Regions from separate parts of the Rattus norvegicus genome. Here region 2 is linked to region 1. The links are chromatin contacts, called in public Hi-C maps. All regions are on one chromosome and are shown on one strand. Each heading gives the region's core, a stretch centred on a gene start, on an enhancer-like site or on the middle of the called end of the contact. The rest is flanking DNA. Distances are from core to core; before and after follow the strand shown. Region 1 has its middle 17 kb from the start of Terf2. Region 2 holds the start of Cyb5b (cytochrome b5 type B).

Region 1 (7,593 bases), core at 4,813-7,312:
GGGAAAAAGAAAACAAGGCCAGATTCATCTTCTCAGTCCTTACTTGTTCCTCAATCCATCACTTGTTCTCCTTACTTTAGCCCAGTGACAGGGTGGGAGGAACACACTTGTGGTTGTCGAAAATATCCTCTATCTGGGTCTGGATAGTTAAGAGTAGCCAGTGCTCTTTGTCAGGTTCGATTCCCAGCACACACATGGCAGCTCACAGCTCACATTTGCCTATAACTACAGCTCTAGGAGATCTGACACCCTCACACAGACATACACGCAGGCAAAAACCGTTCAGAAGATAAAAAAATAAATAAATCACTTAATTACTTTTAACAAAAGAAAGAAAAATATTTCTATCAAGCACTCTGTGGTTTATCTCTAAAACTTAAAACATTGTTGTGGGGCTGGAGAGATGGCTCAGCGGTTAAGAGCACCCGACTGCTCTTCCAGAGGTCATGAGTTCAATTCCCAGCAACCACATGGTGGCTCACAACCATCTGTAAAGAGATCCGATGCCCTCTTCTGGTGTATCTGAAGACAGCTATAGTGTACTTATATATAATAAATAAATAAATCTTTAAAAAAAAAAAAACATTGTTGTAAAATTGTGTGTGTGTGTGTGTGTGTGTGTGTGTGTGTGTGTGTGTGTGTGTCTCGCTCGCACAGGCACCCTCATATGAGTGCTTTCCTTGTAAGCAGAGCTGGCTGTGGAGGTCAGAGGAGGGTCTGGCTCCCCTGGAGCTGCAGCGACAGGTGTTGCCAGCTACCCAACAGTCCTTTGCAAGAGCAGCCTGTACTCTTGTTGGGCATCTCTCCAGGCCTTCGGTGCAATCTATTTTATTCTCTTTTTAAAAATAAGTTTGTTGTGGCTTAGCAGGGAGTGACAGGAAGCTAACTAGGAGTTCAAGATCAGCCTGGACTACATAATAGGACTGTCTCAAAACAACAACAACAACAACAACAACAACAACAAGAAGCGTGGCCTAAGGTTAGGAACACCTGTCTCCCATTGCTCTTGAAGAGCACCTGAGTGACCCCAGGACACCCACACAGTGGGTCTCAACCATCCCTAACTTCAGTTCCAGCAGATCCAGCATCTTCTGACCTCCAAGAGGATCAGGCAAGTATATGGTTTATATATATACCTGCAGACACAAACATTCTTGCCTACAAAATACAATAAATATAAACATTAAAATAATAATAATAATAAACATAAAAGGGGTGGTGGCACATGCCTTTTTAAAATTCTTTTTCTCATTGAAAATTTTTTTCACACAACATGTTTTGATTGTTTCTCCTTCCCTCAATCCCTCCCAGATCTTCCCAAATTTCCTGTCTTTATTTTTCCTTTTTTCTTCCTTTCTCTTTCAGAAACAAGCAGAAACCAAAGAAACAATTTCAAAGCTCCCCACAAAATACACAAAAAAATGAAAATAAGAATAAACAAGAAAAAAGCTAAAACAAAGTAAAATGAAGCAAAAAGTTCACAAAAGTACTATTGATTTTATTTCCCCAAGGCTTGGGGCTGCTCTGGAGTATGGTTGATATACAAAATAAAGCTCTATTGGAGAAAACTGGTTTTCCTTTACCAGACGGTGTCAATTGCAGATAGCTTCTGGGTTAGGGGTGGGATCCTGTCTGGCTTGAGCTTCAGGCTAGATCAGCTTTGTCTACAGAGAGAGGACTTGGCTCAAACCACCAACCAACAACAATAAATAGGGGGGCTGGAGAGATAGATGACTTGGTGTTTAAGAGCACTTGCTGCTCTCACCGAGAACCTGAGTTCAGATCCCAGCATCCTCTGGGGGCGGTTCGCATCCATCTGCCTGTAACTCCAGTGCCTGGGGCTCAGAAGCAGCCTCTGGTTTTCATGGTTATCTCTATGGTGCCATAGTCACATGCACATACCCACACAAAGACACATATCTACATACACATAATAAAAAATAATAAAATATTTCAAAAGCAAACAATGTGTTTGCATGCATTTGCGGTGTGTGTGTGTGTGTGTGTGTGTGTGTGTGTGTGTGTATGTGTGTGTATGTGTGTGTGTGTGTGTGTGTGGTGTGCGTACAGGTTTGTGTGGAGGCCAGTGGAGAATTCCAGGAGCCAAAATGCTCTCTCACCGGCCTGGAGCTCACTAAGTAGGCCAGGCTGTGAGCATCGAAGAATCCACCTCTTTCTGCTTTCTCAGCACAGGACTACAGTCACACCCAACATTTTACAAGGGTTTTGGGGATCTAATTCAAGGCTCTGAATTTGCAACGCCTGCACTTTACAAACTGTCGCCCTAGCCCTCAAACTATAGAGTTTGAACTTTCAGTCTTTAAAAAGGATGAGCCTGAGTGAGAGGCTGACTGTGTGGCATCGTGGGTGTGTGTGGAGATCAGAGGACAACTTTCAGGAGTCAGTTCACTCCTTCCACCATGAAAGTCAGGTCATCAGGCTTGTGTTAAAGGTGCCTTTACCACCTGAGCCGTCTTTCCCTCCCACAACGGCCCCATCCCCAAGACTCAAGAGACTCAAGATGTAGCCATGCTTGGACAGAAACTCACTATATGCACAGGTTAAACTCAGAGATCTGCCTGCCTCTGCCTCAAACTACAGACTCAAAGCGGCCTTTATTGGCCTCGACTTATTTTGTAGCCTAGGATGGCCTTGAATTTTCTTTCTTTTTTTTTGGTTCTGTTTTTCGGAGCTGGGGACCGAACCCAGGGCCTTGCGCTTCCTAGGCAAGCGCTCTACCACTGAGCTAAACCCCCAACCCCGGCCTTGAATTTTCTTCTTTTTTTTTTTGGTTCTTTTTTTTTTTTTTCGGAGCTGGGGACCGAACCCAGGGCCTTGCGCTTCCTAGGCAAGCAGCGCTCTACCGCTGAGCTAAATCCCCAACCCCTGGCCCAACCCCCGGCCTTGAATTTTCTAATCCTCCTATGTACACCACATTGGTTTTTTATGGCACTGGTCTGGAACCCCAGGCCTTACACACGCTAGGCAAGCATTCTACTGTCAGAGCTCTGAACTACAGCCTCAGCCCCATGTGTAAACTTTTATCTAATCTCGATGTTTGAGACGGGCATAAAATAGGGCTCAGGTGCATCTTACTCCTCTATCGGGTTCATTGACCTTTGTTTAAAAAAAAGCGCTTACCTAGGAAGCACAAGGCCCTGGGTTCGGTCCCCAGCTCCGAAAAAAAAAAAAAGAACCAAAAAAAAAAAAAAAACAAAAAACAAAAAAAAACAACCCTTTCCAGGGCTAACAGACGAGTTGCTCAGAGTTTAAGAATATACACTGTTGGGGGGCGGGGGATTTAGCTCAGCGGTAGAGCGCTTACCTAGGAAGCACAAGGCCCTGGGTTCGGTCCCCAGCTCCGAAAAAAAGAACCAAAAAAAAAAAAAAAAAAAAGAATATACACTTTATACACTGTTGGGCTGGAGAGATGGCTCAGTGGTTAAGAGCATTGACTGGTCTTCCAGAGGTCCTGAGTTCAAATCCCAGCAACCACATGGTGGCTCATAACCATCTGTAATGAGATCTGATGCCCTCTTCTGGTGTCTGAAGACAGCTACAGTGTACTTCTATATAATAAATCTTTAAAAAAAAAAAAAAAGAATATACACTGTTCTTGCAAAAGACCCAGGTTTAGTTCCCAGCACCCACATGGTACCTCACAACTACTTGTAAATCTAGTTCCAGGCGATCTATTTCTGATCTCCATGGATACCTGCACACACAAGATTCTGGTCTCCATGGATAACTGCACACAGGTAATATACATCAACTCACATAAGCACATACAACATACACATAAAAAAAAAAAAAAAAAACCCCAAGGGGCTGGGGATTTAGCTCAGTGGTAGAGCGCTTACCTAGGAAGCACAAGGCCCTGGGTTCGGTCCCCAAAAAAAACAAACAAAACAAAACAAAACAAAAACCCCAAAGACAAAAATCTCTCGGGGGCTGGGGATTTAGCTCAGCGGTAGAGCGCTTGCCTAGCGAGCGCAAGGCCCTAGGTTCGGTCCCCAGCTCCGAAAAAAAAGAAAAAAGAAAAAGAGAAAAAAAAAAATCTCTCATTTTCTGAAGTGCCACCTTCGTTATGGATTAAGAGGCCCAGGTATAGACCTGTTTCTAGCCCTACAGAAATTAGAAAGTTAATTGAGTGTGCAAGAAAAAAAAGTGAAGCCCACTGACTAAACAGCCTGTGGGGGCTTTAGTCATTTAAATCCCTTGGATCCCTGGACTCCTGGGAGATCAAACAGGATGGCACAGGAAAGCAGCTAGACATTCTGACCCGGGAAACCTCAGGCGGCAGTAGTAATATTTTTTCCTTTTGTTGTTACATTTCAAGTGTCGCGGAGCACATGGAAACAACACCCACTTGGGGCAGGAAATGCCAGGGAAAGCGCCCAGAGGACGTGACATTTGGGTGGGTAATGAGTGACGGTGAAATCTGTCATCTCTTTTTATGACTGCAATCTGCTGTGTACGGAGCGTTTCCCACCCGCGTTTCACCTACATTATGTCTTATCTGATTTAGAAGGGCCCAGAGGGACTGTGTCCCGCCCCCTCCCAACCCCTCGCCTCAGAAGATCTAGAGCTGGTGCTGCCTCTGGGGTTGTCAGACTCAGCTGTGCTTCATAAAGGCCTGGGCTGGGCCTTTAAATTTTTTTGTAACTGTAGTGCCACAGGATTCCTGAGTTTCACCCACACGCGGCTCCCTCCCTGAGCCCCAGCTGGCTGCCAACACCTACACCAACAAGCTAACCCCCAGCATCACCGCCCTTGGGGCTGTGTCGAAACTCACACCACACACCCCCACACCAATCTTTGCTCTGGAAGAAGAGCAAAGGGTCTCGGCCTTGACTTGGGGATCAGGAAACAGAAGCTGCCCCGTAGCAAGAAGGGGAGGATGATGGTTGTTCATACAGGGCACTGTGCATCGGAATCATGGGAGAGCCCTTCCAAGTATGAGTCCTGTTTCCTTCCCTGGCTGGGAGATGAGAATGGAGTTCACAGAAGGTAGCTATGGATTTCCAGTGAACCTCCCTGGGACGTTCTGTTCTCGATGTCCCCGCAGGTTTGGAAACGGTAGTATTACTAAACACCTGGACCTATTCTTCATTAAAAAGGTTAGATTGAGGGGTTGGGGATTTAGCTCAGTGGTAGAGCGCTTGCCTAGGAAGCGCAAGGCCCTGGGTTCAGTCCCCAGCTCCGAAAAAAAGAACCAAAAAAAAAAAAAAAAAAAAAAGGTTAGATTGAGTCAGGTGTGGGAACCCATGTCTGTAATGCTGGCACGTGAAGGACGTGGCGGGAGGATGGGTGGGTTTGAGGCAGTCCAGAGCTACATATAAAAACTTCTTAAAAACTGTGTGTGTGTGTATGTATGTATGTACATGCCTGCATACAAAGGCACATATAGCTCATATTCACACACACAAAGAAAGGATTATTAATGATAATTGGCAGAAGAAAATGGAACAGATACAGGGAAGAGTTTCTTGTGTGCCTTTATGTCTTTCCATGGTGTTAAACATTTAGCCTCAGAAATTACTGTGGTTTTTTTGACTGGGGATGGTGGCACATGTCTTTAAATTCAGCTTTCAGCAGATCTCTGAGTTCGAGGCCAGCCTGGTCTACAGAGTGAGTTCCAAAACAGCAAGGGTTACACAGAGAAACCCTGTATCAAACAAAACAAAGAAAAAAGAAAGAAAAACAAAGAGAGAGCCATTGCAAGCTAAGGATGTAGCTCAGTTGGCAGAAGGCAGAACCCATTACCAAGAGTATATGGGTTCTATTGTCAGAACCACGGAAACCAGGCACAGTAGCGTACCCCTATAATCCCACCCTCTAAAGGTGGAGGCAGAAAGACCAGACGTTCAAGGTAATCCTTGGCTTCCAGTGAGTTTGAGGCTAGTGTCCATCCAGAGTCACAGAGACTTTGTCTAAAACAATACATACCTGCTGCATACTTTCATATATATTTACACTTTGAGAAAAGTTCCATATAGCCTCCGGATCCTGTGAACTGTTTTCCTTCCAGCAGGGGGCAGCAATCGTACTAAACTGAGGGTTGGTGTCCGCAGGTTTCCAGTCGCAGGCCCAAATACCGTCCACCACACTAGAAGGGAAACAAAAGGCAAGAACCACAGAAAGCTTCAGGTGCCAGAGGAATTGTTGAATAAAACATGTCCCCATACGGTTCTTTTACTGATTCTGAAAACCTGATTTTGCCCTGAAGCTCAGTTTTCTCATCTGATAAATTAGTTCTATGGATTTGCTGAATTCACTTTAAAAAGCTCTCTTTGCATTTGTCAAAAAACAAAACAAAATAAAACAAAAACAAAAACCAAAGAACAAATCAAACCAAACCCATTTTAAGCTGGATGTGGTGGCACACACCCTTAGTTTCAGTACATGAGAGGCAGAGGCAGGCAGGTCTCTGAGTTCCAGGCCAGCCTGGTCTATAGAGCAAGTTCCAGGACAGCTGGGACTATACAGAAAAATCAGGTCTCTAAAAACACCAAACAAACAAACAAATAAATAAAACCTTAGCTAGGTGTGGTGGTCCATGCCTTGCAGCATTCAGAAGGCAAAAGTAGGCAGATCTCTCTGAGTTAGAGGATAGTCTGGTCTACACAGTAAGTTCCAGGCCAGCCAGTACAACACGGAGATAATCTGACTTAAAGGAAAAAACAAAACCAAGAGCAAACCCCAAAAACCTTTACAAATCAAAATCAGCATCAGGAAGAAACAAGCCCCAGTGCCCTCTGAAATTAATTGGCTTATCAAATTATTTGCTTGGCAGACCTCAGCTGATCAGGATGAATTATTGGCAGTTTATCTTTCAAATACTAATTTTTGGGGGGTGGGGTGGTGGGGCTGTTAGCATTTACTCAAATCACTAATGGAGAAAAAGAGCCCTTCCACTCTATAAATGTTTAGCACGTATGCAAAGGTCGTAGATCTGGTGCTCAGGACTCACACACGGGCTTACAAAAGGATCTTGAGTGGCCAAATTAAACAGCAGGCACTTGTAGGGAAATAAACACAGGTTAAAATTTAGCCACAGTGATCTGTTCTTGCCGCTCTGTTCTTCTCAGTGGGAGGAGATGAGGGGGTGAGATGGAGCTCCGGTCATGGTAGCAAGAACCCTGCTGCCACCTCAGAAAACACTTTCTATGTAAGCGTATGCATTATGCACTACACGTCTTTACACACGCATGGCATTTGTACTTCTCCAGCTTCCTTCATACTTCAACAGCAATGTTCTTATAGATGGCTAAAAAAAATCATAATACTATCTTCTCTGTGTGTACGTATGTGTATGTATGTGTCTGTGTGTGCAAGTGTGTGTGAGTGTATATATGTGTGTGCACGTGTGTATGTGTGTTTATATGGGTGTATGTATGGATGTGTACAAGTGTGTGCATGTGTGCATGTGTGTGTGTGTGTGTGTGTGTGTGTGTGTGAGAACAGGTAATAGGAACAGAACTCAGGGTCCATTACATGCAAGGCAAGTGCTCTATTATTAAGCTACATCCCCAGCTCTTTTGATTTATATTTTCTATTTTTTTTTTTGAGACAAGATATCACTAAGTTGTC
Region 2 (7,453 bases), core at 4,235-6,734, 38 kb after region 1:
CAGGGGAAAAAGGAAGAAGAAAGAAAGAAAGGAAGAAAGAAAGAAAGAAAGAAAGAAAGAAGAAAAGATGAGAAAAAAGCAAATTGAATTTTAATTTTATAAAAAAAGACTAACAATCAACATAATCAAGAATGATTTATCTCAGAAAGCAGGATTTTTTAAAAAATTCACAGTTAACAGAATAAAGAAAAAAATCACATTATCACCCCAATAGAGGAACAAAAAAGCACTTGACAGATCCAAGACCCTTTTTTAATTTAAAAACAAAACATATGTGGTGGCATATACTGCCTATAACATACTCTATCTAAAAAATATTATGAAATGATATAGAGTAGTAGATAATAGAATTTGCTATTATTGGGTTTAACTTTTTGGCTTTTTTTTTTTTTTTTTTGGTTCTTTTTTTCGGAGCTGGGGACCGAACCCAGGGCCTTGCGCTTCCTAGGTAAGCGCTCTACCACTGAGCTAAATCCCCAGCCCCAACTTTTTGGCCTTTTAAAAACATTTACAGTTATTTATTTTATTTCTCTCTATGTGTGTACTGGGCGTAAAGTGCCTCTGTGCTGAGGCATCTCACTGGCCTTATATTTATATTTTGAGACTGGGTCTCACTGAGTTGCCCAGGCTGTCCTTGAACTCTTGAATTCTTGGGCTTAAAAGACTCCTGTCTTAGCCTTTGGAGTAAATGAATTTTAAAACTATATATAATATATCATGTATTATGTATATATTATGTGTTATATATATATAATACACACACACACACACACACACACACACACACAAGGTCTTACTATGTAACCCTGTCTGGACTGGAGCTTGGTATGTAGATCTGGCTGGTCTTGAACTCATGGGAATCTACCTGCCTTTGCCTCCTGAGTGCTGGTATTCAAGGCCTGAGCCACCACAGCTGCCTAAATAATATTTTACATGATTGTTAATGCAGAATTACTTGGAAGTAAAGATCATAATGTCTGAAGTCAGTACTATAAACACGAATATTAAAAACAGGGAGAGTGTAGGGAGCGGTGCGACAGCTGTATGATAATGAGGTGAATCTGGCGCCCTCCTAACAACAGTACTGAGCATGCGTGGAGTTTTGCACCTGACGTCAGTCTGGCTGGGGCGGTACTATGCTAAATGGGAGTTCATGCCTCGCCAATCTCTGGAGGACAAGTAGCTGGGATGCAGTGGGGTGACTCATGCCCCACCAATCCCTGAAAGAAGATTAGCATACTGTTGTGTATATAAGCCGAGCGGCTTTGCCGCTCGGCGGGGTAACACTTAAAGCTGTAACACTTGGAGCTGTAACACTTGGAGCTGTAACACTTAGGGCTGGCTGCCGCCGCCTCCCTGTATCAACAAAGAAGGTGTCCTGCAGTAAAGGCTGTTGAGAAGAATCCAACCGTGTTGCGTCTTCCTTGCCGGACGAGGTGGGCGCGACAGGAGAGAAACAAAATATTAAAAAAATATTAGCCAGACAGTAGTGGTGCACACATTTAATCCCAGAGATCAGGAGGCAGAGGCAGGTGGATCTCTGTGAGTCTGAGGCCAGCCTGGTCTACAGAGTGAGTTCCAGGACAGCCAAGTTCACACAAAAAGAAACCCTGTCTAAGCAAACAAACAAACAAATAAAATAAAGTATTAACAATCAATAAACCCAAGTAAAAAGCATATGGGATTTCATTGCATATTTTTCAATTTACCTGCTGGAATTATGAAACAAAACAAATAAATACAGAAACAAAAATACCTACCCCTGCCCCCCAAAACTTTAATAACTCAAAAAATCTTATTTTATTTACTTATTTATGAGAGAGTGTCTCATTGTATAACTCTGATTAGCCTGGAATTTACTATGTAGACCCGGCTGACCTTGAACTCACAGAGATTTGCCTGCCTGTTTCCCGGAGTGCAGGGATTAAAGGTGGTATGGGTAATTGTGCCCCAAACATTTTAATCTAATAATTTTACCATAATGATGACCACTCTTGTCACTTATAAATATTCATCTTCTGCTCAGTGCTTCTCACATTGCAATACACTCTAGAAGCTTCCTCTGCCCTCAGTTCACATTGGTCACTATCTAAGCAGTCTATGGCAGAGAGGACAATTTCCACATTGGGGCTCAAGTCTGCTAATCTGTCACCCTGCAGATAGGGTCCAGTCTTGCAGCTTGTGGTATATTCCTTCTCTGAGGTCCCATCGCTTACTGTTATCCCTTTGAGAAAGTTGGTGGGGGTCCCTGCTCCTAGAAGAAGTCCTAACCCCTCTCCTCTTGACAGCCTTTGAAATCCCAGTTTCAGTCCCCAGGCCCTCAAGGCACATCTACTTTTGCTTTGGAAGGACTCCAAATAAGCCTCTACAACCTCCCCCTGTGCCAAAAGACTTTTCCATTGTAGCCTCTCAAGGTCTTTAAAAACAGCCTTGCACTTAACTTTCCTACTTGGGGGTAGAAAAGAAATGATAAGAGTGCTTTAAATAAATTGTCATATGAATGATAAAGGTATTTTTATCACAGAACCCAGGGCCTTGCGCCTCCTAGGTAAGCGCTCTACCACTGAGCTAAATCCCCAGCCCCGTGTTTTTTGTTTTTGTTTTTGTTTTTTTTAAACACTGTTCATAGACAAACTGCATGAGAACCCATGGAAATGCTTGCTGAAAGTGTTGATTTCTGGTTCTATATCCAGACCCACTGGTCCCTGCATGTGTGGCAGAGAACTCTCAGAAGAGTCATGTGTTCTGAGGTTCCTTTCAGACTGTTCACTTATCAAAAATGTTTCCACTGCTTTTGACAATAATCTCTAGGAATTAAATCACACAAACATACATGTATACACTTGGAGGCAGAGGCACATATAGTGTATGCCTCTCTGAGTCTATCTTTTTTTTTTTTAAGATTTTATTTATTATATATAAGTACACTGTAGCTGTCTTCAGACACACCAGAAGAGGGCATCAGATCTCATTACAGATGGTTGTGAGCCACCATGTGGTTGCTGGGATTTGAACTCAGGACCTTTGGAAGAGCAGTCGGTGCTCTTAACCACTGAGCCATCTCTCCAGCACCCGAGTCTATCTTTTTATTTCTTTTGAAGGAGAACTGGTACTTGGACCTGGGACCTCGGGCATGCTAAACCAGCATTCAGTTTTTACACCTTCAGCTTCCAGAGTTTGTTTCTTGCTGGAAGTGGTGGCTGGAATTTGGGAAACGGAGCTAGGTGGATTAGGAGGTAGGGTCATCCTTGGCTACAGGGTCAGTTTGAGGTCACATAAGACCCTAAGCCAAAAAAACCCCCCAAAAACCCAAAACCAAAACCAAAACCCAACACACACACACACACACACACACACACACACACACACACACACACACAAAGGGCCAGAGAGATGGCTCAGCTTGTAAAAGTGTTTACACAAAGCTTGATGATTTGAGTTTGATCTTTGCAACCTTCATGGTAGAAGGAGAGAACTGACTACTAAAAGTTGTCCTCTGACCTCTATAGGGATTCCCCCATAAGTAAACAAATGTACTTTTTAAAAAGTGGGGTGGGGGGAGTGACGCCACAATAGGGGCTCAGAAGGTAATAGCACTTGCTGAGCAAAAATGAGGACTTAAAAGTTCAAGTCCCCAGCACTCACGTTACAAGCCAGGCAGGCCTTCATACATCTGTAATTCTAGTTCTGGGGTGGTGATAGAGAAAGGCAGATCCTGGGAGCTTGCTGGCCATCCGGCATAGCTGAAAACAGCAAACTCCAAGTTCAGTGAGAGACTTTCTCTCAGGTAACCAGAGGAGGAATGACAGAGGAAGACACCTGACACACTCCTCTAGCTTCCTTCTGCATGTATGAGTGCGCACACAGATTTCTAAATCTCACATCCTCACAAAACAATGAAAGTAAAAAACATGACAAAGAGCCTGCTTCTTGTATTGCTGTTCTCCCTCAGACTCTGTTATGAAACTTGTGATGCAGTAAGTTTTCAGAAAGGAGAAATTCTGGAAATTAATATACATGGTTGAATTTAGGGGTTGTGGGAAATCCTAAGAACTGTAAGGGTTTCCCTTCATAGTAACAGAACCTCAAAAGAATTGCCTCCCTCAGATTGGCCTGTGGGCATGTCTGTAGCTCATTTTCTCGATTGCTAATTGATGTAGGAGGACCCAGGCCACCATGGGCTGCACCATCTGTAGGCATGTGGGCTGTATTGGAAAGGTAGCTCAACAGGAGCCTGAAAAGTGAGCCAATCAGCAGCTCCCCTGTAGTCTCTGTTTCAGTTCCTTTCTTGAGTTCTGGCCTTGGCTTCTGTGGAGACGACAGCTTAGAACCAGCAAGCCAAATAAATCCTGTACTCCTCAAGCTAGTTTTCGTCAGTATTTTATGACAACCATCAGCGCAAACTACAGTATATAATTTGTGTAATTAGGGATGTAGGATACAGAAAGTGGACATGGTGGTGCACTTTTAACCCAGTGCTTGGGAGGCAGAGGCATATGGATCTCTGTGAGTTCCAGGCTTGCCAGACTTACATACTGACACATGTTTCTAAATACATACATACATACATACATACATACATACATACAATTAGTGAAAGAGGTTGCAAATAGTTTACAGAGTCATGAGTGCTAGGCTGTGAAGTAACGCCATGATTTTAGGATGATCAGCCTACTAGTTTTTATGGCAATTAAAGATAAAGGCTCACAACCTTGCCCATTAACTTAGAATTCCAAATGCCCTAGACTTTTAGCAAGGGTCATCTGAAGTAAATCCTATTTTAGGCCATTTAGAAACTAAAACGGTGTAGATAGGCCCTGATCACTGAAGAATTCGACTAGAGAATATATTGTCTGTAGTGGAGGAAACTTGGGACATCTACCCTCACCCCAACTGTTGTCTACGGCCTTGTGCCTAGGAGCCCTGGAGTCCAGCACTCAGCAATTGCTGAGCGTAGTCCTCTCTTAACACACTCTCATCCAGGCTGCCAAGCCTCTGGGCAAGGAAGGTAGAGGTCACCACGCCTATTTTAATTGGTGAGTCTTTTGGAGCCTAAAGGGAACCAGTCACCCAAATCGGGGAGGGGGAGGGGGAGGAGACAGTAAAGCTTGTAACACGGGGGTTGCAATTCTGGTTGGGAAGATAAAGGGGGAAAAAGCGCTTCCGGTGACTTGGGGAACCTGGGTGGCAGGAGGTGAAAAGACACTCTGGAGACCGGCTCTGTTCTTTTAGGCCCCTGCCTTCTCATGGGCCGAGCAAAGAGAATGCTCTCCTGAGGTGACACCTGTCACCCAGCCACGTTTAGGTGCCGGTCCAAAATCACTGTACCTGATTGGCAAGATTGAAGGGGCTGGACGACTCTGATTGGTCAGTTGGACGTCAGACCAGGTTTTACCCGGTTACGGAAGCCGACAAGGACCAAGCGCGGGCCCGGCGTGAAGGAAGTTAGCCGCAGAATCCCAGATAGCGGCCGAGAGGGACTCGGATCCAATGGCGACCCCAGAGGCCAGCGGCAGCGGCAGGAATGGCCAGGGCTCCGACCCCGCCGTCACCTACTACCGGCTGGAGGAGGTGGCGAAGCGAAATACCGCGGAGGAGACGTGGATGGTGATCCACGGGCGAGTCTACGATATCACCCGCTTCCTCAGCGAGGTGCGGGCCTGGGTGACGGGAGGCCCCCGCGCGCTGCCCGGGTGAGGGGAGGAGGCCACGCGTAGCCGTCCGGCGCCCGGAAGGGGCCGTGATCCTCTGAGGGACTGCAGTCTCTGCCTCGGGTGACAACGTGCATTTCTTAATGCACGGAGCACTTGAAGTATGCTAGACCACACGCTACACCATCAACCCGTTTTCCATAAAGAGAAACTGAGGCTCGCAGAGGCTGAGAACTCTCAAGGGCACACGCACTTAACGACCTATCCACTCGAACCCAGTTCAGAACTGCTCCTTACTTTCCAGGAAGTATGCCTTAGAAAGCAATGCTTTTGGGGCTTTTATTTTCTTGAGAAGGCAGGACTTTTTTTTTTTTTTAATTAAAAACAATTAAATTATGTATGTGTGCCGGGGCATATGCATTTAGAGAAGCCAGAGGTCAGAATGCTAGGAACTGGAGTAAGAGGAGGTTGTGAGCCTCCTGATGTGGGTGTTGGGTACTGAGCTTGAATCTTCTGAGAGAACAGTATGTGCTCTTAACCAATGAGGTGAGATTCCTCCCACCCTCCCACCCTGTTCCTGGTTAGGCAGGAGCAGGAGGGAGGGAGGGAGGGAGGGAGGGAGGGAGGGAGAGAGAGAGAGAGAGAGAGAGAGAGAGAGAGAGAGAGAGAGAGAGAGAGAAAGAGAGAGAAAGAAATAAAGACAGCCTAGTTATGTAGCCCTATCTTCTGTCCTGGGACTTTTTTATGTAGACCAGGCTGGCCTGGAACTCAGAGATCCTTCTGCCTCTGCCTTCTGAATGTATCTTCTGTCCTGGAACTTTTATGTAGACCAGGCGTGGGCCACCAGCACCTGGCTTTCAACCCTTTTGTTAGCTCTTCAAATCAAATCTCATTACCCAGGATCTCTTGGAGACTGTTGGGCAACAGATAATTTTCGCCCCTTCTTGTGACAGGGTCTGATCTTCATCTCGATTACATAGTCTTTGTAGAACTTGAACTTCTAATCTTCCCAAGCGTGCCTTTCTAGGGATCCAGTCCCTTGTGCTTATTAGGCAAACACTGTCACTGTCTGTCCTGGGGTTTGACAGGAGGCCATTTGTGTATTTGGCCATGTGGTCACCTCAGTAAAGAAATTGAACATTTTCGCTCCCTCTTGTTCCTTGGCTGTCTGTCATTCTTTTTTGAAAGATTTATTTATTATATATAAGTACACTGTAGCTGTTTTCAGACAGACCAGAAGTGGGCATTAGATCCCACTGTAGACGGTTGTGAGCCACCATGTGGTTGCTGGGAATTGAACTCAGGACCTCTCCAAGACCAGTCAGTGCTTTTAACTGCTGAGCCATCTCTCCAGCCTCGCTGTCATTCTTAACCCAGGGAACCAGTGTGGAACAGTCACTGAAGATTAGTTTGAAGGTTGGATTTGTATGATCATTTTATTTTGTTATAGAATACTACCCTTATGGCTGACATCTTTTTTTTTTTTTTCTATTTTTTTCGGAGCTGGGGATCGAACCCAGGGCCTTGCGCTTGCTAGGCAAGAGCTCTACCACTGAGCCAAATCCCCAACCCCATGGCTGACATCTTATAACACAGCTTTGTTCTGAGAAAAATTAATTTCTTTGTGTGCGTGTGGTATAGGATGTTGTATATGAAGGCTTTGCACATGCCAGGCAAACACTACTTCTGAGCTAGTTTTTCAGAGTCATATCTTCCCTCCAGAGTCTCAGTGTGAAGTTTTACAAAGAGGATACTATGCTAATAATTTTTTTCTAGTAGGCAATGAGAAAAAGTCAAGAGTT

What was found. Hi-C and Micro-C count contacts between places; a contact is called where the count stands out from the background.
Region 2: a contact with region 1 is called in a Hi-C map of liver, with 4 times the contacts expected there. The contact joins the promoter of Cyb5b here to the enhancer-like site in region 1. A contact is called at or near these places in 8 of 12 Hi-C or Micro-C datasets (the A7r5 cell line, the Rat2 cell line, frontal cortex and 4 more).

Annotation. Positions count from the first base shown.
Region 1 is chr19:51,928,834-51,936,426 of GRCr8, forward strand. No RefSeq gene overlaps it. Among named protein-coding and RNA genes, the nearest start is that of Terf2, 17 kb to the left of the region's middle. Within about 2 kb of position 6,063, at least 11 of the 93 cell types and tissues checked have an H3K27ac peak or open chromatin away from gene starts, as enhancers often do. A contact at or near this core is called in the A7r5 cell line and liver, where this site is marked.
Region 2 is chr19:51,967,127-51,974,579 of GRCr8, forward strand. It overlaps Cyb5b (cytochrome b5 type B), which reads left to right and starts at 5,485. Exons shown (of 5, transcript NM_030586.2): 1 at 5,485-5,652. The coding sequence starts at 5,491.